5 separate regions of the Mus musculus genome follow, and regions 1, 2, 4 and 5 are each linked to region 3. The links are chromatin contacts, called in public HiChIP or PLAC-seq and promoter capture Hi-C maps. All regions are on one chromosome and are shown on one strand. The core of a region is the stretch at or near the end of the contact, and the rest is flanking DNA. Distances in the headings are between cores, read along the strand shown.

Region 1 (4,258 bases), core at 1,755-4,254, 2.0 Mb before region 3:
AACAGTTTTATATTTTGTTTAATTTCCATTTTCTCACACTTAAAATAGGATGGTTTGGGGCTGAGGATAAACCAAAGTGTGTGTATTCACATATTTATGAATATGAAAATACTAAATACATATGAATTATATGAATAAATATGAAAATATATGAAATATTTCCTATATATAAAATATTGCCTATCTTATGTAATAGGTATATAAGATAGAAGAAGAAGAAGCAGACTTTTTTTAATCTGGTTCTTTTTTTGATGGTTCTATGTTTGGTGTTTGCTGAATAACCCAGAAGTTATTTATAGGGCCTGTGGGGAGGCACCTCTAACAGGATAAGAGGCAAAAGTCACACTTTCTACCAGAGTCATTCCCCACAACTTCCTTTGTTTAACTAGTGAGAAAACAGGGTCATGAACATAGTTTATCTCAGCTGAGGACTTTGTGGAAACTAAACATGCTCAATCAGGAATATAGATGGAACTCAGAAGGCTGAGGAGATATAGAAATCTGTTTTTAATACACACTCCCTGTGACCCTGTTGTAAGCAGTCCACTCTTAAGACTTTTCAATAAACATTGATTTAGCACTTATTCCCTATGTGTTTTGGAGCAAATGGTTTAGTCTCTAACACTATTTCCTTGCATATACAGTGAGCTGATTACCCTATCCAGACGAGAATTGTGATGATCTCTGATGTAATAATATAAAATATTGGTGAGAACATCAACCGCATGATACTAAAAAATGTTAGTTTTACAGCTCTGTGCATGACAAATCTGCTCTTTAGTTTATTTTGGACTCTTCTTAAGGGAATAGATTTCTGGGTTACAGGAAAACAACAAAATTTATTTGGCATTTTTATTTTAAAAAACAAGATATTGGCCTTGTGAGATGAGAAGTCTTGGCTCCCCCACCCCCTTTGGAGATGGGGATTCAAGGCTGAACTTCTGGTATGAAACTGTCCATTTGCACAAAACAACTGGGGGCTAATTATTCAGAACCTATCCAAACATCAACCCTATGTCTGAATGTTAGTGTTTTTCCTCTCTTCAGCATATTTATATATTACTACAACACACAGCCTTAGAGGAAACATATTTAATGCCCAGCTAAACATATACAGAAGGTGAGACCAGCCTGTACCTACAAAAATCAAACTGTACCTACAAAGTCTCTCTTTTCCCTTATACTCGTGCCTGAAGCATATAGTGAAACAAAAACAACCCAGATTCTATGATCAGAGCACTTCATTTCAAACACTCAGCATGAAACCAGCTAAACGGACTTCTCTGTGCCTGACTTAGAGCCAACTTACCCTTCTGCTTCACAGAACTGTAGTAAGGAAGCAATACTGTGATCTGGCTTTAAAATAGTTTTTAAGAACACATTGAATAATAAACAGTAAATATTTAAAACAAACAAGAGCAGAACACTACATGTAGCACATGGGTTTTTTTGTTGGGAGAAACCAATGGCTCCCTTGCAGACATTTCCCTGAGAGTGGATTGTCCTGGGAAAACACTATTCAAGCTTTGGTTTCAGTGCTGCTAAAATGAGAAGAGAAACTGGAAAATGAGTAGTAGCTCATGAAGTCTGGCTCCTGAGGTTAGTTACAATATTATTTGTTGGTGTGGTTTCTTCCTCTTTTCTCCATCTGGTAGAGCTTAGAATATGCAGAGGGTTATCTGGAGTTCAGTTACTCTGTTTTCAGGCCAGGAACACCACAGGAAATGTTGGCAGAATGTGCTAGTCCGTTTCCATTTGTCCCTAATGACCCCACCAGCTACTCCTTATGTCTCAGGAAGCTAAACACAAATGAATACATTTTCCGGGCAAACTGAGCCTCTGAGACACATGGGTTATGGTCAGAAGTATAATTCAGATCCCTTATGTGTCTTAGATTGATAAAACTTGATGATCTGTATACCAGCCCTTCGCTGTAGTGAGGCAGACCACGAAGTCCCAGTGAACATTCTCCTTACTGTTTTAGGCCATAGGGTGACAGCAGCCCTGTAGTACATATGTCAACATTGATCCCCTTCTTTCTTTCCTATTAACCTTTTCCAAAACTGTAGTCCTATTAGTAAGTTCCCTTATATCACCTCCTGAATGTGCCATTTGTGATGAAGAACGATTGATCCAGTGAGACTCTAAAAATAAATAAATAAATAAATAAAAGAACACAATTGAGAAATGACCTTTGGACATAAGGACAAGTAGCCTAGAAATAAATGGTGTCTAAGAGATCAGAGTTCTCAGTACAAATGCTGTAGTCACAGGATGTGCTGAAACTGGTCATCCATCCATTAAATAATTGATTCCTCCTGCAAGAGCAAAGTTACCTCTGGACAATGCTGCCAGGAAAACCCAACCTTCATGTCCAATATGGAAATGCAATGGATAGAGATGGCTGTGATTCCCAACACTCCCAGATTATGGCTTTCAAGAAGCAAGTGTGGGTTCTTCACCTTCTCTTTCCCTTTCCCATCATGGCTCCAATATTCCAGAAGATGAAAGAAACCCAGGCCCCTTTTGGGAGAACTAGTATCTCTGGGTACAAACTATGAGGGAGATCTAAATGTTGCCAGTGTTGACTGGTATTTTGAAGTTTACTTATAATAACAGTCAGTATTACCCTAATCAGCAGACTGATTGGAAATAAATTTAGGGATGAAATCTCTCCTAAGCTTTCTTGTTTGGAAATCCAAAAGCTATGTACAAGTTGATTTGTCTAGATTTAATGGCCTTTATCTTTATTCGCTGCATCATCTTTTTGCTTCATAGTTTATAGCAAATAGAAGTCCATACTGTGCAGCTTACCTCCAGCATCTGATACTATGTGGAAAGCAGAGCAACAGTTTAATTTGGTAGTAGCTATTTTGAGCTCAATAATTCTCATTTCTTCATTATTGAGTTATGTTTCAGTATAAGCTTCAAAAGTTCCACTTTCTGGATGATGAACATCCTTTAATCCCTGTTGCATTTTACCACTGTGAAAAAGTAGCCAGTTCCATTTCTTGTACCAACCTACTCCTAACTACAACCGAAGTTCTTTGTGCCAGGCTCCTATGTAGACTGCTTCACCACTCCAAGCACCTTCAGCATGCATGCGGAAGAAATATATACCTCTCTTCAGTGGGACATTCCTACCTCAGAGGCCTCTCAGAAGTGCCAATCCCCTAGCAAATGTTCAGGTAATAAATTTAGAATGCTTAGTTGAAAACTATAATTTTTTTCTGTTTGTATACTGTGATAAAACCAAGTGTTTCTCCTAATCTGAGATAACCTCTTTAGCATATTCTAGTGTGCCTGACACATTCGTCAGCATGGAGGAGTAAGTGAAGGGCACTCAGATCAGGAAATGAGATATATTCTCTCAATTTGCAAAAAGTAAAAGAAATCATACCACTTAAATTATTTTAGCTTTTACTTAAAACAGGCAGCAAATTATCTGAAAAATAGTAAGAAATGTTGAAAAACTAGGAAAAAATGTCTTCAGCTGATGCAGTTATGTTTTTAGTATTTGATAATTGTTTCTACATCTTATGCTACCTTTTATTTTTACAACTCTACAGTGCAAAAAGATTTGCAAATATATGTTTTTGTGTATTTTTATTGTCACTTCTTTAATTCATCAACTAGGTGTCATACATAACCTCATACAACAAATAATTAGGTGGGCTTAAAAAGCATTTTATTATATTTTCCCAAGTAGTTTCATTAATTAGTCTTTAGTATCGACTTGTTACAAATTAACTAAGTGAAGCTAACTTTCCTAAATCAGATCTCTAATATAGTATTAGCTTCAGAATATCTTTTGTCACATAAAACACCATTTCAAGGTTTCAGGGATGACCCAGAGTCATCTCAGGCAAGACATTATCAGGCCTATTAAAATATGTAAGGACAATTTTTTATTAGTATGAATAATGTAATAAGCCAAATAACTCACTTTTCTTCCTGGACGAATTGTATAATTAGCCGGAAATGTTTGTTCATTTTTCTAAATTACTCATTAAAATTAAAAATACTTCAATGAATCATGTTCAAGAGATGCTGAAAACAGGTAAGAGAGTCTTCATGTTAAGAATAGAAGGTTTTCTGGTTGGTATGAATGAGATTATTGAAAAATACTAGATAGGTAGACAGACAGATAGACAGATGGAATTAATTTTTAAAATCACAATAGTGTACATTAGGATTGAAGAGAGGTGTTATTAAGTCTATTGTATTTGGTATTTTCCAAGTCAGATATAGCCCATGC
Region 2 (4,180 bases), core at 1,053-3,552, 1.8 Mb before region 3:
AGTTTCTGATCCACTGACCACAGGAAGTGTCTACTTGGCCCACTCAGGCATAAAGCAGAGGAAGGAGTTTATGGATAACTTGCATGTAGGCAGGAGTAAGCTCACATAGGTTTTGTTCCAGGTGTGTATCTTTTAAAATCAGGAAAACTAAACTATAGTGTTAGAAGTCAATAGATGATGCTAAAATACAGAAAGAAGAGGGAAGTGACTAGACAGACAACTGGAGAGTGAACTCTGAAAATGTTTTGTTTTTTGGTTTGTGGACAAGGAGAAGGGAAATTTTTATAAAAAAAAAGGGGGGTATGACAATAAATTTATGATTAACAAAAGAAGATAGTAACATATTTTGAAAGATACCTATATTTCTGTGAGAATTAAATGGCCTTAGTCATCAATAAAACACATTTATACAACTTTCTTAGTCTTCCCTATTTCAATACACACACACACACACACACACACACACACACACAAATATATATTAGTTGAGACTGGCTTTGAACTCTCACCTGTGCTTTTCACATACTGGGATAACAAGTATGTGCCATAATTCCTGGCAAGAAATGATACTCCATCGAATTTGAAAACTAACATAGCCTAACGAAAATATGTAATATGTAAGGGATTTAACAAGCAAAACCTACTAGAGTTTATGAGGGTTTTTCATCACCATGATTACAAGTGACTTTATGGCAGGCCAGAATCTTCCTTTTCAGGAAGCCTCCTTAATGGAGTGTGCTTTGTAGCCTGGTGCACAATGGGAGGGCACAGTCTTTACAAGCACTGAAAAAAAAATAAGTATCTCCATTGGGATGCTTTTACCAAGCTGTTGTACAGTCTAGGTGCACATGTCTAGGTATAGAGAACTCTCCATTGCTCACATCTTCAGTGGGCATTAAATTCCCTTTCTCGGATCTTTCCTCAATCTTTCAAAGATGTAATTATTAAAGTCACCACTTGCTTTGAACAAATTCTCTTTGTTCAAAGAGCAGTAGACTTAAGAGCAGGGGAAGCAGAGGGAAGAGATGAACATTGGAAGAATTTATTATTATCTGAAACAGATTCAGTGAAGCTCAATATCCCACTGAGTATTATGTGAGTTATGAGATGCTCAACACCCTATGTTCTGTGATCTCAATTCCAATGTTACTGAACTGTATCAAATCCTGATTTATTTCCTTAAAGGCCAGCCTGGTGATAATTTGTCAGCACTGTGTACTCCCATGTGTTGGAACATCAAGGTTTCCAGAAGTTTTAAGAGAAAAAAAAAAGTAAAGGTCATATATATAGGGGTGTATACAGTATTTGTCCAGAGTTTATCAGATATTCAAGAGAGATGATTGGGGAACATGAGATGTGTGTTGAGTGGAGATGAGTAGGAGGGATGGCAAGGAGTGTAAACAATTCATTTACCTGTGTACAAAATGAGAGCAAAATCAAGGATAGCTAGTAGTTTAGAAAGAATTAATGGGAAGATTAAAAGTGTGTGTTGGGGAGAGAGAGATGGGAAGAGAGAAGGTGGGGAGAGGGAGAGAGATCAGGGAAGAAAGAAAAGTGAGAAAACACAATAATACTGAATTCTTTCTGGGTCTTGCTGACTATGGTTGGGGTCAGTGATCAGGGAGCAGAAACACAGAACAAGTATTGGATATCCCAACAGTTTGTACTAAAGATGGGAAATATCAACCCAGAATGTGCAAGTCCAAGGATGTGCTTGGTTTGAGATAAATTCCATGTATGCTTTGGTAAAAGACTGGGCATCAAGCTTAAGTAACCTTAGTCAAATCAGCACTTCTGTGCCTCAGTTTCCCCACTATCAAATTTGGTATTTTCTTTATTAAGCGATCAGATAATATGTGATTTAAAATTTGTTTAACACAAAATAAATAAGTATTTCTTTATTTTGAAGGTAGTAATTCTGTGTGGGATTTTATGATACCAAGTGAGTTTACCATGGTTTATACACCTCTCCATTATTTTCTAAACTGCTTTTAGGGACGACTTTGATGTGTGCACATTGAAAACAATCTTCCTCCAACCTTATTTTGCTGTGGTGTTTTGTACCAAAACTAAAAGAGCAAATTTCCTGTGTGCAGTGGTTCCTGGGTCTTGTTCAAAGCTTGCAGTCTTTCTTCTGCTCATTCCCACTGTGCATCTGTGTCCCACCAACAGATGATTCAATAGCACCGCCACAACACACAGTGTTTCTTCCTCTTTTAATGCTTACTGTCTCCTCCGTAGCTTCCTGCTCAGCCCTGTGGTCCACACCGTTCTTTAAAAAGCACAAACACATCTCTGCACCATCCTTGGAACATCACTTCTCATGGCAGGTATGTGTGCCCCTGTCAGCAGATGTAATAGTAGTGATAAAATAATAACCAGGAAGGATGCCTCTTGTATTAACTAACTTCAAGGAGGGTTTAAAAAAATAAAACAGAAAGCATATAATCTGCAGTAGATATTTTTAGACTTTCTGTGCTTTGATGCTTTCTGTGTTCATTGTTTTCTCGATTCTGTGTTTTGAAACTTGAACATGATTTTATGAAGTGCATACTTTTGTAAACTTTTCCTAACTGAGTTAGCAAGTGGTGTCTATTAGGCATCATGTTAAATTCAGAATAAAACAGAAATTAAATTGATCAACACACACCATATTTCTAACATGGGGACAAAGATGGCCAAATATAAAGGACACTTAAAACTTTATAACTTTTCTTGCTGTGTTGTGGCCTTGCAAAATCACTCAGGCTCACTGACACTGTGTGCTGTTGTTAGCAGTAGAACTATTTTTGACAGTATTGCGTTACTAATACAGATTCTTCTCATATCGAAATATCTTAGCCAATAGGCAAGTGATTTTGAATATGACCTAACATAATGTTTAAGAACAGAAATTCAAAGGCTGGCTTTGTGTCATAATTCAAGGTGCTGTTAATTGAACCCAGATCCTCAATTTATGCTTGTTATGGAACCTCCTGCCATACCAGGTCTAGAAGGTTCCTTTTTATTTTCCTGCAGACATTAACAAACCACTAATCAAAAAATGGTCTGTGTTCAAAGGGACCCCATTCCATCATGGTATTCTCCTGACAAGGATGGTATATAATAAATAACAGACTCTAGGTCTTGACAATATTCTGTTTGGTTTTGAGTGGGCCCTTACTAACTTTATATCTTAAGAAAATAGCATTGTGATTACTGCCCCTCCCCCTTTAAAAAATCATCTCTTTAACACAAAACTTTTTATTCATGACATTCTTGAGAGAAAAAAATGATTATTAAGCAAGCCCACCAAGCGTCATGACTGCTTGTGGATCTATTCTAACCATAGAGATAAGTTTCACTGCTGATTTAAAGAGTCAGAGGTAAATGACTCTAATGAGGCAGAAAATATGTATGAATAACCTCATCAAAGAACAAGGTATACCACTTCAAAAGATTGCTAATGGGTGGTCTTCTGAAGGAACATCTTCGTTCTCCAGTGTTCCACTAGAGAGAGGTGTCTGCACCACTAAAGGAAGAAGTTTTCAGGTTCATTCTTAATGGTTTCTGTTCTTAAGAACGTCATCCACAATGAAGGAGCTAGAGAAAGTACCCAAGGATGGGAAGGGGTCTGCAACCCTATAGGAGGAACAACAATATGAACTAACCAGTAACCCCAGAGCTCGTGTCTCTACCTGCATATGTAGCAAAGGATAGCCTAGTTGGCCATAAATGGGATGAGAGGTCTTTGGTCTTGCAAAGATGATATGCCCCAGTATAGGGTAATGCCAGGGCCAGGAAGTGGGAGTGGGTGGGTTGGGGAGCAGGGGGAGGGGAAGGGTATAGGGATTTTTGGAGAGGAAACTAGGAAAGGGGATAGCATTTGAAATGTAAATGAATAAAATATCTAATAAAAAAAAGGAAAAAAAAGAACGTCATCTTCTATGTCTGCACTTTCATCTGTTAGTCATTAATGTATGTGTTTGGTATTTTTTTATAGTTTCTAGGATCACTCGGTGGAGACTGATGTCTGTCATCTTTGGAATAAAATGTCTTTTCTTGATGGTTACTTTGGGAGTTTTGCTGATAAATTGTAAGTGTTCCTAAGCAAGTATATAGGAAAAAAATCAACATTGTGATTAAATAATTTAATAATAAACATTTAATTTTTCTAATGTGTAATATTTTATTTCATAAA
Region 3 (4,473 bases), core at 549-3,048:
ACAAACAGTGCTCAAAGTGTCAGGTGGAGGCTTGCCCTTCATTTTCTGAGTCTGGACTTTTTGAGGTGGCAGGATGAAAGACATCAGACTCATCACCAGGTATCTGGCAGAAACAGAACTAAACTGCTGGGGATTGCGGAAATTAACCTTCCTTTATCGCCCTACCACCACCACCCACCTCCCACCCCCAATCTCCAAAGATATTATCTACTTTTCTTATCTCAAAAGTGCAAGGATCAAGTAAAAACCTGTAGGATTCCATCTGCCCTTAGTAAGGTATCATTAAGAACCTGCTTCGGCTAGCAACACAGGGTTCTATCTTTCATTTTGTGTGGAAATGGTCCAAGGAGCATCTTGGTAGAAAGTGCCACAATGTAACACCCACAAGACCTTTAAGGAACTTTTTAGTGAGAGTGGGGAAAAAAAAAATTGGCAGGAACCAAGTTTTTAAAGCCTTGGGAAAACAAGAACCAGAGAACTGTCAGGGGTGGGGAACACCGAATGGTGTTCTATTTCTTCCACAATTATTCCTTCAGCTTTCTCGCTAGAATGGGGAGGAAGCTCAGAGAGCAGGCGAGCCCAATCGGCCCCACCCAGAAACAGTGAACATTTCTGAAGCATCCTACACCATCTGTTAACTTTCCTGTTTCGGATAGCAAACCACATGCGCACGCACACACCCTCCGGGGAGCTTATCCACCACCCACCTGCTAGGCAAGCTTGTGGAAGGCCTCACACCGGGCGTTCCTTAAGGAAGATGAGGACACCCAAATGTGCGACAAAATACAACAGCCACAGTTATAAAACCTCTGCCCCGCGCCCCGCGAAATCTCCAGTCCCCACCTTCCCTTTCCCTCCAGTAACAAGTCGTAAGTGTTTTGGACACTCGTCCTACTCCACTTCCGACTAAGTTTTCCCGGCCGTCACACCACGTGTGTTCCCACGGTGCGGGAGAGGGGATGGTGCAGCAATTGGAAGGTACTGGAGGCTCTTTGCATCTGTGGGCACAGTAAGGGGAGGCGAGTGCCCGCCCCAAGTTTCCCGGGGCGTTGCAACATCCCTGTGCCGGCATGTGGCCCGCAGGAGCATGGCGGCTGTCCCAAGCCCACGAGGGAAGGGTGTCAGAGACAGACACCTGACCCTCCCAGGCCTAGGGGGTAAAAAAAAAAAATACACCACACAATAAAATCTTCCCAAGTCACCCCTCTCGTGCCTTCCTAGTGTCCCCTCCTCCCCACCGAGGAAACGTGCTGCTTTCCCGACCCACAGCCAAGACTCCCCAGAGCTGGCCCACGTGTCCCAGCCCGCCCTGCATCCACGTCCATCCTCGCCCGCCGTCTCTCCCGGGCTGCAGGCAGGGACTCACCGAGAACTTTCTTCTCCGCGTCCTCGCCGCCCGCGGGGGCTGATGAGGCCGGGGCGGGCCCGGGGGCTGCGTCTCCGCCGGGGCTCCCCGCGAGCAGCGCGGCGGGCGCCGGGGCCTGGGGCGCGCCGCTGGCCGCCGGGCTCTTAGGCGCGGGGTCCGGGGGCGCCGCGGCGGGCGCGTCGGCCGCGGCCTGCGGGAGCGTGGTGCCGCCGGTGGTGGCCTCGCCCGCCTCGCTCATGCCGCCTCTCCGCTCTCTCCGGGCACCTCGGTGGCGGTTGGCGGCGGTTAGCGCGGTGGCAGTCGCGGCGTCCGGCTCGCTCTCGGGGAGGCCGGTGCGGATCGCGCGGCGCGGCGGCGGGCGGCGGCTCGAGGGCTGGGGACGCGCGCGCTCGCGGTCTCGCTGGATCTCCCGGCCCCGAAGATGGCCCCGCGCAAGTGCTCGCGGGCGGCGGGCGGGCAGGCGGACGCGGGGCGGGGAGAGAGAGGGTGGGGAAAGCCGCCGTAGCTGCTTATTAGCATTTAAAGGCGCCCGCGCTACTCGGCAAGGCTCCCGGAGCTGGTTAGTCCGGGGATGCGGGCACCCGGGCGAGGTCGCCGCGGAGCAGAGGAGACATACCCTCCCCAAGACGTCTTTCACCTGAGCCTGCTTCCTGAGAGGTGGAGTGGGCCCACAGCGCCTTAATAAAACAAAAACAAAAACAAAAAAAAAAACCTCCTTTACATTTGCACATCCAGCAGATACCAGAAAGTATTCTGGGCGCTGAGATAGGAACTAGAGTAACCTGGGAGCTGTGGTTAGCCCGCTCCAGTATTCCTAGTACACAAGAGGCTGAGGCTGGAATGTCATTGAGAGTAGCCTAGCTTGGGCTACTGAGGCTGTCTTTCAACTATCCCTCCTTCCAAGTAGTAACACACACACACACACAAAAAAAAAAAACAGACAAGGGGTTGGAGATGTAGCTTAGAGGATCCAGTGCTCGCATGGGTCAGTTCAAGGTCATCATGAGCAAAAGAAGTTTGAAGGCTGCAAGAGATTCTCTCCAAACAGCCATGTGCGTGCGCCGGAATACCGCCCCTACTCCCCAACAAAACAAAACAATTACTCTTATAAAATCAAAAGGCCTCGTTTAGCGACTCCACAAGTGAGAAAATTAAAATCTAGATCTTCCAGAATGACTGCAAATGCAGGGTTTACACCTGTCAGAGGCAACAGATAATAAGCTGTTAATATGTATTTAATAACCTACGTTGAAAGAGTGGAATAAATCCACATGATACCTTTTGCTCGAGTTGGCTATAATTAGCACTAAACTGGGGAAAGCTTGAGCAACTCAGAGTAAGGCCTGCAAGATGCCTCAGCAGGTAAAGGCTTGCCTCCAAACCTGACCACCTGAGTTTCTTCCCTGGACCTACCAGATGGAAGAAGATAATCAACTCCAAGTTGTCCTGACCTCCATACATGTGCCGTGGCAGCAGCATGCGGTCCCACCACCCCCATAAATGTAAAACCAAAAAACAAACAAACGAAAAATGTATGTTTGAGACAGGTTTCTCTGTGTTAGCCCTGGCTGTCTTTGAACCCGGCTCTGCAGGCCATACTAACCTCTGAGAGATCCTCCTGCATCTCTGCCCTCCTCTCCTCCTGGGGCTGAGATTAGATTAAAGTTGTGTGCTGCTCTGCCAAGCTTAAGAACATTTTTAAGGACAAGGGAACAAGAGTCCTCCTGGTCGCTAGGATGAGACCTACAACATGCAGATGACCTCTAAACACTCCCAGCAGAGGAGTCCACATTACCCTTTACAGAGTGAAGCTTAACACTTGACCAAAGAACTGAGACCTGTACCAAAGACTATCTGGAATATAGGGCCATTTTGCCCCTGCAGCTCAAAATAGTGTCCCAAAGGGGCTGTGAAAAGAGGCTAAGTTATACATGTTTTCAGTGTCTGGTCCAATGAAAGTGTTCTTTTAAAATCCCCTCTTTCCCCACATATTTACCCTCCTTTCACCCGCTACCCCCTGGAAATTGTTGATCAAGTTACCATCTGCCATCAAGATGGTAGTTCTCATGTGCAACTCAAGTTTTGGCATTTCCACTGGTTAACACAATCCCAAGCCTACAATGTGCACACAGTAAATGTTTGCAAAATGAAAACAACACAGACCAGATTATTCCACAGCCATGTACTTACCAATGAAGTTGTTATCAGTGTAGTGCATCCATGACACATACAATTTTTAAGAAACAAATGTTGGGCAGGTGAGATGGCTTAGCAGGTAAAGGTACCTGTTGCCCCACCTGATGACCTGAATTCAATTCCCAGAACCCACCAGGTACAGGGAAGAATGGACTGCAGAAATCGGTCCTCTAGCTTCCATACTTGTGCTGTGACAAACATGTCACCCATACTTACCGACACACACACAGACCTACAAATAATGAAAATGTTAAAAAGCAAATAAATGTAAATTCTGGACAGGGTTGGGGTATCTTAGCCTTGAAATACCAGTACTTGGAGATTAGAAGGAAGATCATAAATTCAAGGCCATCCTGAGCTACATAACTAAATCTCACCCCCCCTGCCAAAAAATATAGACCAAAATAAATAAGTAATCTTTAAATTTTTTAAAAAGTTTAATTGTAAGTTCTCAGTTTTTAAATAGTATCACTGCATGTTCCATACTGAAATCAAATGAAAATATGAATATGAAATGTGAATAACATTTAAGAAGTTGTTCTTAAATGTAAAATATAGGTGTTGCTTGGGAAAGCCCCATGCTAATGGTTTTATAGTTAAATTATAAGTTGTGCTTTATGCTGGTGAGGGTTGGCCATTGCTTTTCTTATCCTAACAGAATGGTGATCATTACTGCTTACCAGTCAGAATTGTGTTCAAGGGAAAAAAAAAAAAAATGAGGGCAGTTGAACTCATTAAAGTGATCTAATATAAAGGCTTCAAAAAATGTATTCTATTTTATGTGTATGAGTGTTTGCTTTCAAATGCTCTACATATGTGTCTGATGCCCACGGAAACGAGAAAAATGCACAGGATCCTCTATAACTGGAGATACAGAGGTGGTGAGTTACCATGTGGATTCTGGGAACTAG
Region 4 (4,606 bases), core at 1,312-3,811, 1.9 Mb before region 3:
AAAGAATGCATCTGGTGTCTCTACTAATTGGCTACATCTAGCATTAGAAGGAATGGAACACAAAACCTAGAATATCTGCCAGAATGAATCATGTGAGTTCTGTGTCTGATCTACAGTTCATCTCTGGCATCTCTAAGGGAGGGTTCTCCATGGTCCTGACACAGATTGACTCCCACACAATCTACAGCTGATAAATGTAAACTGTTTCACTGCTGCATCTGGGAAACAAACCATTGGTTGAGATTTTGGTTGTCTCAGCATGTAAACACCCCCATCCTTGATATTTAAGCCTCCTTCCCTTAAAAACTGGTTTGAAGAGTTGAGTCCCCTTGATTTATTGAAAAGTTTCTCTCTAGAGAAATTAAATATATGTTTGACACTATTCAAAGGTCAATTTGTCTAAAACCTTCTGTTTAGTTTTCTAAATCTAAATTACACCTTTCATTATGAAAGTCTCCTCCCTCCCTCCCTCCCTCCCTCCTTCCCTCTCTCCCTCCTTCCCTCTCTCCCGCCCTCCCTCCCTCTTCCCCTCCTTCTCTCTCTCCCGTCTCTCTGTTCTTTTTCTCCTTGTAGCATTGGATAGAACTTGCTGTGTAAACAAGGCTGGCCTTGCACTCAGACATCTGCCTGCTTCTGTCTCTCCTCTTAGGATTAAAGGTGTGTTCAACCATGCTTAGCCCAAAAAGATTTATGAACTGAGAAATTTTACATCAGACCACTCATCTTCATTATTGATAACTCTATCCTACTCTCAATACAATTATTATATAATCTGTATTCAAGGATACTGTACATTAAACTGTTAGCAACATAAACAAGACATTGAAGAAATTTGCTTTTGACCGACACTTAACTGTCAATCCTGAGAATGGAGCCTTCATTTAAGCACTTCTTACAAAGGCAGCTGACCTCCACTGTTGTACTTAGACAGATGTAGTACCCACTTAGGAAACAGGGTCAGAATGAAGCTAACACAGGAGCTGAGTTAAAGAACTGCAATGACACGAAGGCCCCAAGGAAAGGGAGGCAAGTGACCAAGATGCTTTTGGAAGGATACAATAACGTATCTGTGGCAAGAGGTGACAATAGAACAAGATAGTACTTCAGTCCAAACCTCAAAGCTAGAATTTGAAAGAAAGGAGGGAGAAAACTTTATGCCCACGAGAAGCAGAGCCCCAACAATTCCGATGATTAGCAGGCCTCCCATGGGCTAGGGTGGAAAAGGCACTCAAGAGAGACTGTGTATGGCACTCTGAATGCTTGGCATATGTGTGGGGCAGTGGATTTGTTAAACCTAATTGAGCCTGGGCTGAACACCCACCAGTCCTCCCCTGTACCTGAAGAGTTTGCAGCTCTCTGCAGGGCTTCTTGGAGGTTCTGAATCATCTGCAGAAGCTCCTCCTGCTCTTTGGATTTCTCGTCCAGCTTCCGGGTGATGGTGTCTATCTTTCCCTTGAGTTCTCTCTGGGACTCCTCTACAGTGTGAGCAAAGTGGGGAAACGTGCTTAAGAAGAGTTACATTACAATGTTCAATTTTCATTGTAGCAATTTTAGAGAAGCAAGCTTCTCCAGAAACAGAAATGTAAGCCTAATATTTTAGCTCTTGCCTGCAATCTCAGAACTCAAGAGACGAAGGCAGGAGGATTTCCATGAGTTCAAGGCCAATCTGGTGTAAATAATGATTTCCAGGCCAACCTGAGGTACAGAGTGAAAGTCTATCTAAAATAAATGAAAGAATATCATACAAAACTACAGAAAATGGAAACTTGTACCTAAGCGTTAAGGTAGGAAGTTTCTAGAATAATGAAAGCAGAAACTAAATGTGAACTTTCCTTCTAATTTGCTTACCCCCATCCTAGTATGTATATGTAAACAAATCAGGGTTTTTGTTTTTTGGTTTTTTTGTTTTGTTTTGTTTTTTGACTAAAGAAATGGTCTAGACACTTTGCCTATTTTATGGCAACGTGAGAAAGGCATGCCTGTATATACTGTGTTAAAATCAACTACATTTCTTTGTGTGTGTGTGTGTGTGTGTGTGTGTGTGTGTGTGTGTAAAGTATAATATAGCTTATAGCAATACCTACTACTACATACAAAAGTTAATGAGTACAAATATTATTTGTCAATTGCACAACTGTTACTCTGCAGATGTGAACTCATTTAATCATTGTAAACCTCAGAGATAAACTTCACCAATCTTATTCATTTGACAGATCAAGAAGTCAGGAAAATGAACCTAATGTTGAGTGTGTATTTGATGTCTTTGATAAACATAGGTTGTCAACTTATTTAGATCTGGAACGGAATAAAGGCCAGGGTGCGGGACATGCCTGTGATGGCTGAAGTGCCAGAAGACATTGATGTTGCTAAGACAACCAAGCTCTCTAGTTGATCAACTGCCAAATAGATCTCCACTCATCCAGTGCAAGATAAACATTGTGGGACACTCCAAACATACTATGTAAACCAGCCCAATAAATGCCCTTTAAATATATAGTCATCCTGTTGCTTCTGTCCCTCTTCAGAACCTAATACAGTCACTGAGCACACTTCCTCTCAAATGTCTTTGTGGATGAACTAATTGAGGAAGTAGTCTATGGGCTCTAGACTTGCTAGAGGTTCAGGATCTGGCAGCCTACAACCATTTTCATCAAGCTATTTGTAGAGATAATGATTGAGAAGAATCACTAATTTAAATGCTAATTATGAAAATCTATTCCTTTGGAAGTCCTACATCACCTCAGCTTCCAAGTAAATCATACGAGATGTGTTAGTAGGATAGATAAAACCTTCCTCAAATTTGAGAAAATTAGCTTCATATTTACACATGCTATTTCAGTATTATGATATTTTTATGAGACTGTTTTGAAGCCATGTGAACAAAGCTTTCACCTGTGGTGTCTAGTAATTGGCTATATCTAGAATCAGAAGGAATGAAAAACAAGACCTACTATATCTGCCAGAAAGAGACATGTGCATTCCATGTCTGATCTACAGTTCATCTCTGGCATCTCTGAGAGAGGGTTCCTCATGGCCCTAACACAGATTGAATCTCACACAATCTACAGATGATAAATGTAAACTGTTTCACTACTACATCTGTGAAACAAACCACTAGTTTGTATTTTGGCTGCCTGTGTATATGAACATACCCATCTTTGATATTTAAGCTTCCTTCCCTTAACAATTGATTTGAAGTGTTGGGTCCTTTTAATTTATTGAAAACTTCCTCCCTAGCGAATTTAAATATATGTTTAATACTAGTCAAAGTCAATTTTTTCTGAAAAATTCTGTTTACTTTTGCAAATTGAAATTACCCTATTCATACAGAAAATATTATTTATTTATTTATTTATTTATTTATTTATTTATTTATTTATGTTCTTTATGTAGCCCTGACTAGATGTCTCCATGTAGACCACACTGGCTTTGAACTCAGAGATCTGCCTGCTTCTGTCTCCTCAGTTATGATTAAAGGCTTGCATCACCATTCAGGACCTGTCAAGACTTGAAAACTGAGTAACTGTACATCAAATTATCATTATTGATAACTATCCTGCTCTTAATATTTTTGCCTATAAAATGAAGGAATGGCCACCTATATTATTATTATATATGTATTAAAAGAAACTGCACATTTAAACTGTTAGCCACACAAGCAAGAAATTGGACAAATTTGCTTTTGACTGGCACTTAATAGCTAATGCTGAGAATAGAGCCCTCATTTGAGCACTTAGTGGGAATGGACATGGTAGTAAAAGAGACTCTGTCATACCTAACTCTGTACTTAGAAGCACATAACTCATTGATTCCACTACAGAAAAGATCAATATTGCAGAAATGTAGTAACAATCTCTAATAGAACAAAGGTGGTCAGCACAATCTAGTCTTTCTCTGCTCCCTACATTCTTAATCCCTTTAGACAAATGAAACCATTCCTATATGCACCCACTTTCCAGACCTCTTATTTTTGTTCAACCTAAAGTATCTACCTAAGTCTTCAGTCAGCTGACCTCCACTGCTTGTACTTAGACAGATGTAGTGCCCATTTAGGAAACAGGGTCAGAATGAAGCTAACTGCATCCCCAAGGGGATGGAGGCTAGTGACTAAGTTGCATTTGGAAGGATACAATAACATATCTGTGGCAAGAAGTGACAATGGGACAGGACAGTGCTTCAGCCCAAACCTCAAAGCCAGAATTTGAAAGAAGGAAGAAACCTTACGCCCATGAGAAGGGAGCTTGAGCAATTCTGATGGTTACTATGCTTCCCCTGGGCTAGAAGAGCAATGGCACTAACAGAGAGCCTGTGTAGGGCACTCTGAATATTTGGCATATGTGCAGTGTGCTGGTTTTGTTAAACCTAATTAAGACTGGGCTGAACACCCACCAGTCCTCCCCTGTACCTGAAGAGTTTGCAGCTCTTTGCAGGGCTTCTTGGAGGTTCTGATTCTTCTGTAGAAGCTCCTCCTGCTCTTTGGATTTCTCGTTCAGCTTCTGGGTGAGGGTGTCTATCTTTCCTTTCAGTTCCTTCTTTGATTCCTGTGAAGTGTTTTCTGCCTTCTGCTGGGCTAACATCTGCCCTTCCAGGATACGATCCTGCTGAG
Region 5 (4,355 bases), core at 338-2,837, 1.9 Mb before region 3:
TAACCAACATTTCATCTTTAAATTTTCATGTACTGCATACATTTTCAGTGGACTGAAGAACTGCCCTTCAACTAGCTGAGACTGTACATCTATAAAAAAAAAAAACAAAACAACAACAACAAAAAAACAAACCTGAAGGTTACTCAGAAAACAACACTATTACCATTTTCATCCCAGATCTGTCTCAACTGGTTGTAAAATTTCTTCTGAAAGACTTAATTGTATTTGGGTCAAGGGTAAAATGAGTAGCTGGGTATTAAACTATTTTTAATTTGAAAATAAAAACAACAATAAATAAATACAACAATATTATATACCAATTCATTTGTCTTCATATGTAAGAAAGATTACCAGGAGAAAACCAAGAAGTGGGCTATGTATTTCATGTTCTTGTTTTGCCAGTTAAATTCAGTTCACTTTATTTTGCCCATATTTTATAACCATATCACTAAGTCATGTACATAAAATCAGGCAACAGGGCTGCTTGCCTGGTACCACTTAGTAGTCATTTTATTTTCACAGCACAAAGCATCCTTGAACTTTATCTCCGATGTTCCCAAGATATAGGTCTGGAGTTACTGCCAGTAGAATCAGAAGGGTGACCCCGCATCCAAAGAGTCTTAAGATGGAAACCCGGTATGTCAGAGGGGCCTGGGCTGACTCTCTCTATACTATTGAGGGTCTTCCACCAGCATGCCAGTCAGAGCTTTTGGTGCCCAATAAGGCCTTTTCATCAGGACAACTACCCTACAGGTGATACCCACCCCAGAGCAAAGTATTGTTGGGGAAACATAGACACCTAAATGATTTGACCTCTGTATTTTCAAGAACTCAACAACCATGCTTCTGGGTGAACCTTATAAAATGAATGGATTCATCTCTCCTTGAACGTGAGTGAAGCCTGGTGTTCATCGCTGGCATCGCTTCTTCTAACCTTGATGACTTCATGTTCTTCACCCTTACACTTCTTCAAATCCATGAGTCATGCTCTGTTTATGTTGTCTCAGAACCAATTCTAGCACAGATCCAAACATAAGGACACCAGTCAGAAGGAGGAGTTGGGGCAGAGAAGGCAGGCCAGTCGTGGGTGCCAGGCAAAGGTCAAAATGCAAGCACAGGACATTTCAGCCCGGGCTACAAATCTCGTGACGCCTGGCACTTTTCCAACTCCAGACTCCTGATTCCATTGCTCTGGAAACAGCTGGATTTTCTTCCTCTGTGTTTGTTTTGGGCATCAAACAAGAAACTTGAAGGGGAGGGAAGACGACATTTGTTAGAGCATTCTTTGAATTAACAAATTACCTTTAATATCAATCCTCAAAAATAAAAACCCGACTACATGATTTTTGCGTTTCGATGGAGTGGTTTAGGAAAAGCTTGGGTGAAAAGAAGATACACAAATAAACAAAGCTTCTGTCCACCCGGATCCAGCAGGTCCTTAGCGCCGGGGGCGGAGCGGGGGTGGGGCGTCGTGATGTCACAGCACCGCCCTGGTGTTTTTGTGTTTCCAGCTCTTGGGAAAAGCCACCCTATTTCTTTACCTGGTGGTCCTTTACCTTCAGGCCGCGAGATCTCCAGGTCCTTCTCTGGACGTTTAGCCACGTAGTGCGGCGACTGGCGCGTGGGAGCTGACGCGGGTGGAGCGATTGTGATAAGGCTGACATTGACTGGGGGTGGCCAGACGCGAGACGCAGTCATCAGCGCGCGCAGCAGGCCCCGTCCGGGGAGCCCCTACATCCTGAGGTCCATCATGAAGTTCCAGTATAAGGAGGACCACCCCTTCGAGTATCGGAAAAAGGAAGGTGAAAAGATTAGGAAGAAATACCCGGACCGGGTGCCGGTGAGTGGGGGCGGGGAGGGAGAAGGCAAGCTTGAGGAGTTTGGGAGCTGGTTGCCCTGGAGCTACCGAGGTAGCCTGGCGATGGCGGGTGGCCCTGGCACAGGAGGGTCATCGGAATCAAGTATTCTTGACCGGCTTTGACAAGCTTGTATCCCCAGGGCCTGTAGCCACTTTTGGCATCTCGAAAGCGCAGCGTGCGCGTGGTGGGTGAGTCAGCAGGATTCAGCACCCATGGAGGTTGGGATGTGCGCGTGGCGAGGCCTGTGTGTGCGGGGGCGACTGGTTGGGGGCCGCAGATAGGATATGCTATAGAAAAACGCGTCCCAACCCTGTAGCAGCAGGTGAGATGAGCCTTGTGCCCATCCATGTCTGCTCAATTGGTTCTCCATGAAAACGAGTCTCCTTCCCATTTCCTTGAGCGTAGGAGGAAAAACTCGAGAAGCCCCTAGATTCTGACCTGCGTTTTTTTTTTTTTTTTTTTTTTAGAATTGGGGGTGGGGTGGGGTGAGGGGCTTCACCAGGCGGGCCCTCAAACAAGGTCATGCCTGCCTCCACCTCATTATTGTCTCCTGGGCCATGTGTGGAAAAAGAAGGTCCGTGCTCTGCACTGTGATAGGTGGGTGGGCTCTTGGATCTCAAGAACCAGTACTGAGAACCGTTTCCTCCATTAATTATACCCCGATTTAAGCAGCTAATACCTAGTTCATGCAGTGGGGAGAAAAATACTAAGGGAGTCTTCAGCATCCGGGTGTTTTCCACTTTACCCCCTCCCCCGCCCACTTGCCTTTTTTTTTTTCCTCCTCTTTTGAAGGCTGCGCAGCAGAATTGGAAGCAAAGGATGACATCGCTTTTAAATATGGTGGATAGAGGACCAGGGACTTTAAAAAATCGTTCTCTTTATTTGTACAGGCAATGATGTTATATTAGGTTGGCGTTCCTCTAACTTTGAAGGGTAAAAGAGCTGTGCTAACCTGATAATTTTTTTTTTTGATGCATAAGTAATAGGGGGGAGGGACTTCTTCCTTATTCTTTATCTCAGCCAGGGCTACCAGAAGAAACGGAGGTCCAGCAAGAGAAAGCCCTCAGCCCCATTTTCTACCCTCAGCCCCATTTTCTACCCTCAGCCCCATTTTCTATGAGGAAGAAGAGAGCTAACTATTCCACCATTCTCCAGAAATTACATATACATGGCTCTTCCAGAACGGCTGGGCACACTCCAGTCATGCCTTCCTACTACACAGTCCTTCACATGTTATTTCCTTGAGCTCAGGACTGTGGAGGATTGCTTTCAAAATTTCTCTCAGTTTGTCAGCCCCACTTAATATTTTAAAATTACACATGGACCACACAGCTGGCAGCACTCTGAATGCCTTGTCTGTGTACTCACCGACTCTCGTCACAGCATTAAAATCCCTGTGCTAGAGACATGCTCTGAAGCACAGGGCAGTGAAGTCACCACCCACAGGTTTGACATTGCTGACTGGTGGAGGAGAATTCCAGCCCTGGCTGTCATGCTTCAGGGCTTCCAGAGCCCTTGGGCTTCCAGAGTTTTGTTTTTGTTTTTGTTTTCCAGTTTGTAGTACAGTTAGATGAACGCCTTGTAAGGTTGAGCCCTAGAAGTAGGTTAACACCTGCTGCCATCTGGAGTTCAGGTGGTAGTTGGTGCCAGCCAGGAAACTTAAGTGAACACCTACCCCCATTATTCAGAACTTTAACAGAAATCCGAGCTGTGACCTGCAACTGTTTCCAAATTCAGCTAAAACCTCCGTCCTTCCTCAAGACAGAGCCCCCTCGCATTCAGTTGTGTACAGCACTCACCCACAATATTGCAGTTTCTCTGTATTCTCCTGTTTGTGACTTGATGCTGAATGTTTTACTTCAGTGATGATTTGTAAGCCAAGACACCTTCGCTTAGATCTCATGGATCCCTGGATTTCACACCCAGATGGTACCTCCCAATCTGAGAGGTTCTCAACCTCTCATCTGGTTGTGACATAGAACCCTGCTGAGATTTGTGTGGGGGTGGGAGTGGGGGCAACACTAAAATTGGAACCCTTTGCCTGGTGTCTTCTCCATGACTGGATTATAACAGGAGTTCTCCTGCCTTGGTCACAGGGCCGAATCTTCCTATGTTCAGGTATTTACAGGAAAGCCGCTAAGTTTCTAAGGCAGTCTGACTCACAACTTAAGCTTGGCCTCTTAAGAGGTGTGCGTGGGCCTTGGGAGAAGGGATCATGGGATCTTGAGATAACCGTGTGTTGGAGACCTGTAACAGCAGGAACTGTAGGACATACTATTTTTAAACATTTGTAAACATCCCTATGGTGTATGAGCCACTGCGACAGATGCAGAAAACAAGTCCCCTCTCCTTTTGGTTGGAGTTCCAGGACTCAAGAGTTCCTGTGGTGAATACCAGGGCTCCCTGTTTCCTGTGCTCTGTTTGTAACCTGCCTCTTTCCTTCCTCTTTTTTGGTCTATTTCTTTTCAAGTTCTTTTCTATTTCCCTTGAAGCTTT

What was found. Promoter capture Hi-C pulls out the DNA fragments that hold promoters and counts their contacts. HiChIP or PLAC-seq counts read pairs in DNA pulled down with a chosen protein or histone mark.
Region 1: a contact with region 3 is called in a promoter capture Hi-C map of pre-B cells, with 5 times the contacts expected there. The contact joins the promoter of Clec9a here to the promoter of Ybx3 in region 3. A contact is called at or near these places in 13 of 39 promoter capture datasets (the 3T3-L1 cell line, the C10 cell line, the HPC-7 cell line and 8 more), 2 of 484 Hi-C or Micro-C datasets (B cells and embryonic fibroblasts), 3 of 115 datasets of contacts at active chromatin or transcription factors (large pre-B cells, pro-B cells and stem cell-derived neural progenitor cells) and 2 of 9 other capture datasets (liver and macrophages).
Region 2: a contact with region 3 is called in an H3K4me3 HiChIP or PLAC-seq map of pro-B cells, with 24 times the contacts expected there. The contact joins the promoter of Klrd1 here to the promoter of Ybx3 in region 3. A contact is called at or near these places in 13 of 39 promoter capture datasets (the 3T3-L1 cell line, the C10 cell line, the HPC-7 cell line and 10 more), 1 of 15 datasets of contacts at CTCF or cohesin (the NIH/3T3 cell line), 1 of 484 Hi-C or Micro-C datasets (conventional dendritic cells), 4 of 115 datasets of contacts at active chromatin or transcription factors (astrocytes, large pre-B cells, pro-B cells and 1 more) and 2 of 9 other capture datasets (adipose tissue and macrophages).
Region 4: a promoter capture Hi-C map of the HPC-7 cell line shows a contact between it and region 3. The contact joins the enhancer-like site here to the promoter of Ybx3 in region 3. A contact is called at or near these places in 10 of 39 promoter capture datasets (the C10 cell line, the HPC-7 cell line, cranial neural crest and 7 more), 5 of 115 datasets of contacts at active chromatin or transcription factors (astrocytes, embryonic stem cells, large pre-B cells and 1 more) and 3 of 9 other capture datasets (adipose tissue, liver and macrophages).
Region 5: a contact with region 3 is called in a promoter capture Hi-C map of liver, with 11 times the contacts expected there. The contact joins the promoter of 1700101I11Rik here to the promoter of Ybx3 in region 3. A contact is called at or near these places in 25 of 39 promoter capture datasets (the 3T3-L1 cell line, 3T3-L1-derived adipocytes, the C10 cell line and 16 more), 4 of 484 Hi-C or Micro-C datasets (the G1E-ER4 cell line, nephron progenitors and rod photoreceptor), 22 of 115 datasets of contacts at active chromatin or transcription factors (the 230-238 cell line, the NIH/3T3 cell line, SST interneurons and 16 more) and 3 of 9 other capture datasets (adipose tissue, embryonic stem cells and pancreatic islet).

Annotation. Positions count from the first base shown.
Region 1 is chr6:129,405,858-129,410,115 of GRCm38.p6, forward strand. It overlaps Clec9a (C-type lectin domain family 9, member a), which reads left to right and starts at 3,005. Exons shown (of 7, transcript NM_001205363.1): 1 at 3,005-3,188. The coding sequence starts at 3,098. It also overlaps a transcript of Clec12b not described here.
Region 2 is chr6:129,589,508-129,593,687 of GRCm38.p6, forward strand. It overlaps Klrd1 (killer cell lectin-like receptor, subfamily D, member 1), which reads left to right and starts at 2,303. Exons shown (of 6, transcript NM_010654.4): 1 at 2,303-2,330; 2 at 3,983-4,075. The coding sequence starts at 2,324.
Region 3 is chr6:131,386,652-131,391,124 of GRCm38.p6, forward strand. It overlaps Ybx3 (Y box protein 3), which reads right to left and starts at 1,799. Exons shown (of 10, transcript NM_139117.2): 1 at 1,367-1,799. The coding sequence starts at 1,604.
Region 4 is chr6:129,495,475-129,500,080 of GRCm38.p6, forward strand. It overlaps Olr1 (oxidized low density lipoprotein (lectin-like) receptor 1), which reads right to left. Exons shown (of 8, transcript NM_138648.2): 3 at 4,406-4,606; 4 at 1,338-1,475. All of the region lies in intron 3 of Gm45969 (a long non-coding RNA gene), which reads left to right. Among named protein-coding and RNA genes, the nearest start is that of Olr1, 9.4 kb to the right of the region's middle. Within about 2 kb of position 2,562, at least 13 of the 459 cell types and tissues checked have an H3K27ac peak or open chromatin away from gene starts, as enhancers often do. A contact at or near this core is called in the HPC-7 cell line, where this site is marked.
Region 5 is chr6:129,531,697-129,536,051 of GRCm38.p6, forward strand. 1700101I11Rik (RIKEN cDNA 1700101I11 gene) reads right to left here and starts at 1,588. Exons shown (of 2, transcript NR_045270.2): 1 at 1,542-1,588; 2 at 251-1,246. Gabarapl1 (gamma-aminobutyric acid (GABA) A receptor-associated protein-like 1) reads left to right here and starts at 1,496. Exons shown (of 4, transcript NM_020590.4): 1 at 1,496-1,840. The coding sequence starts at 1,751.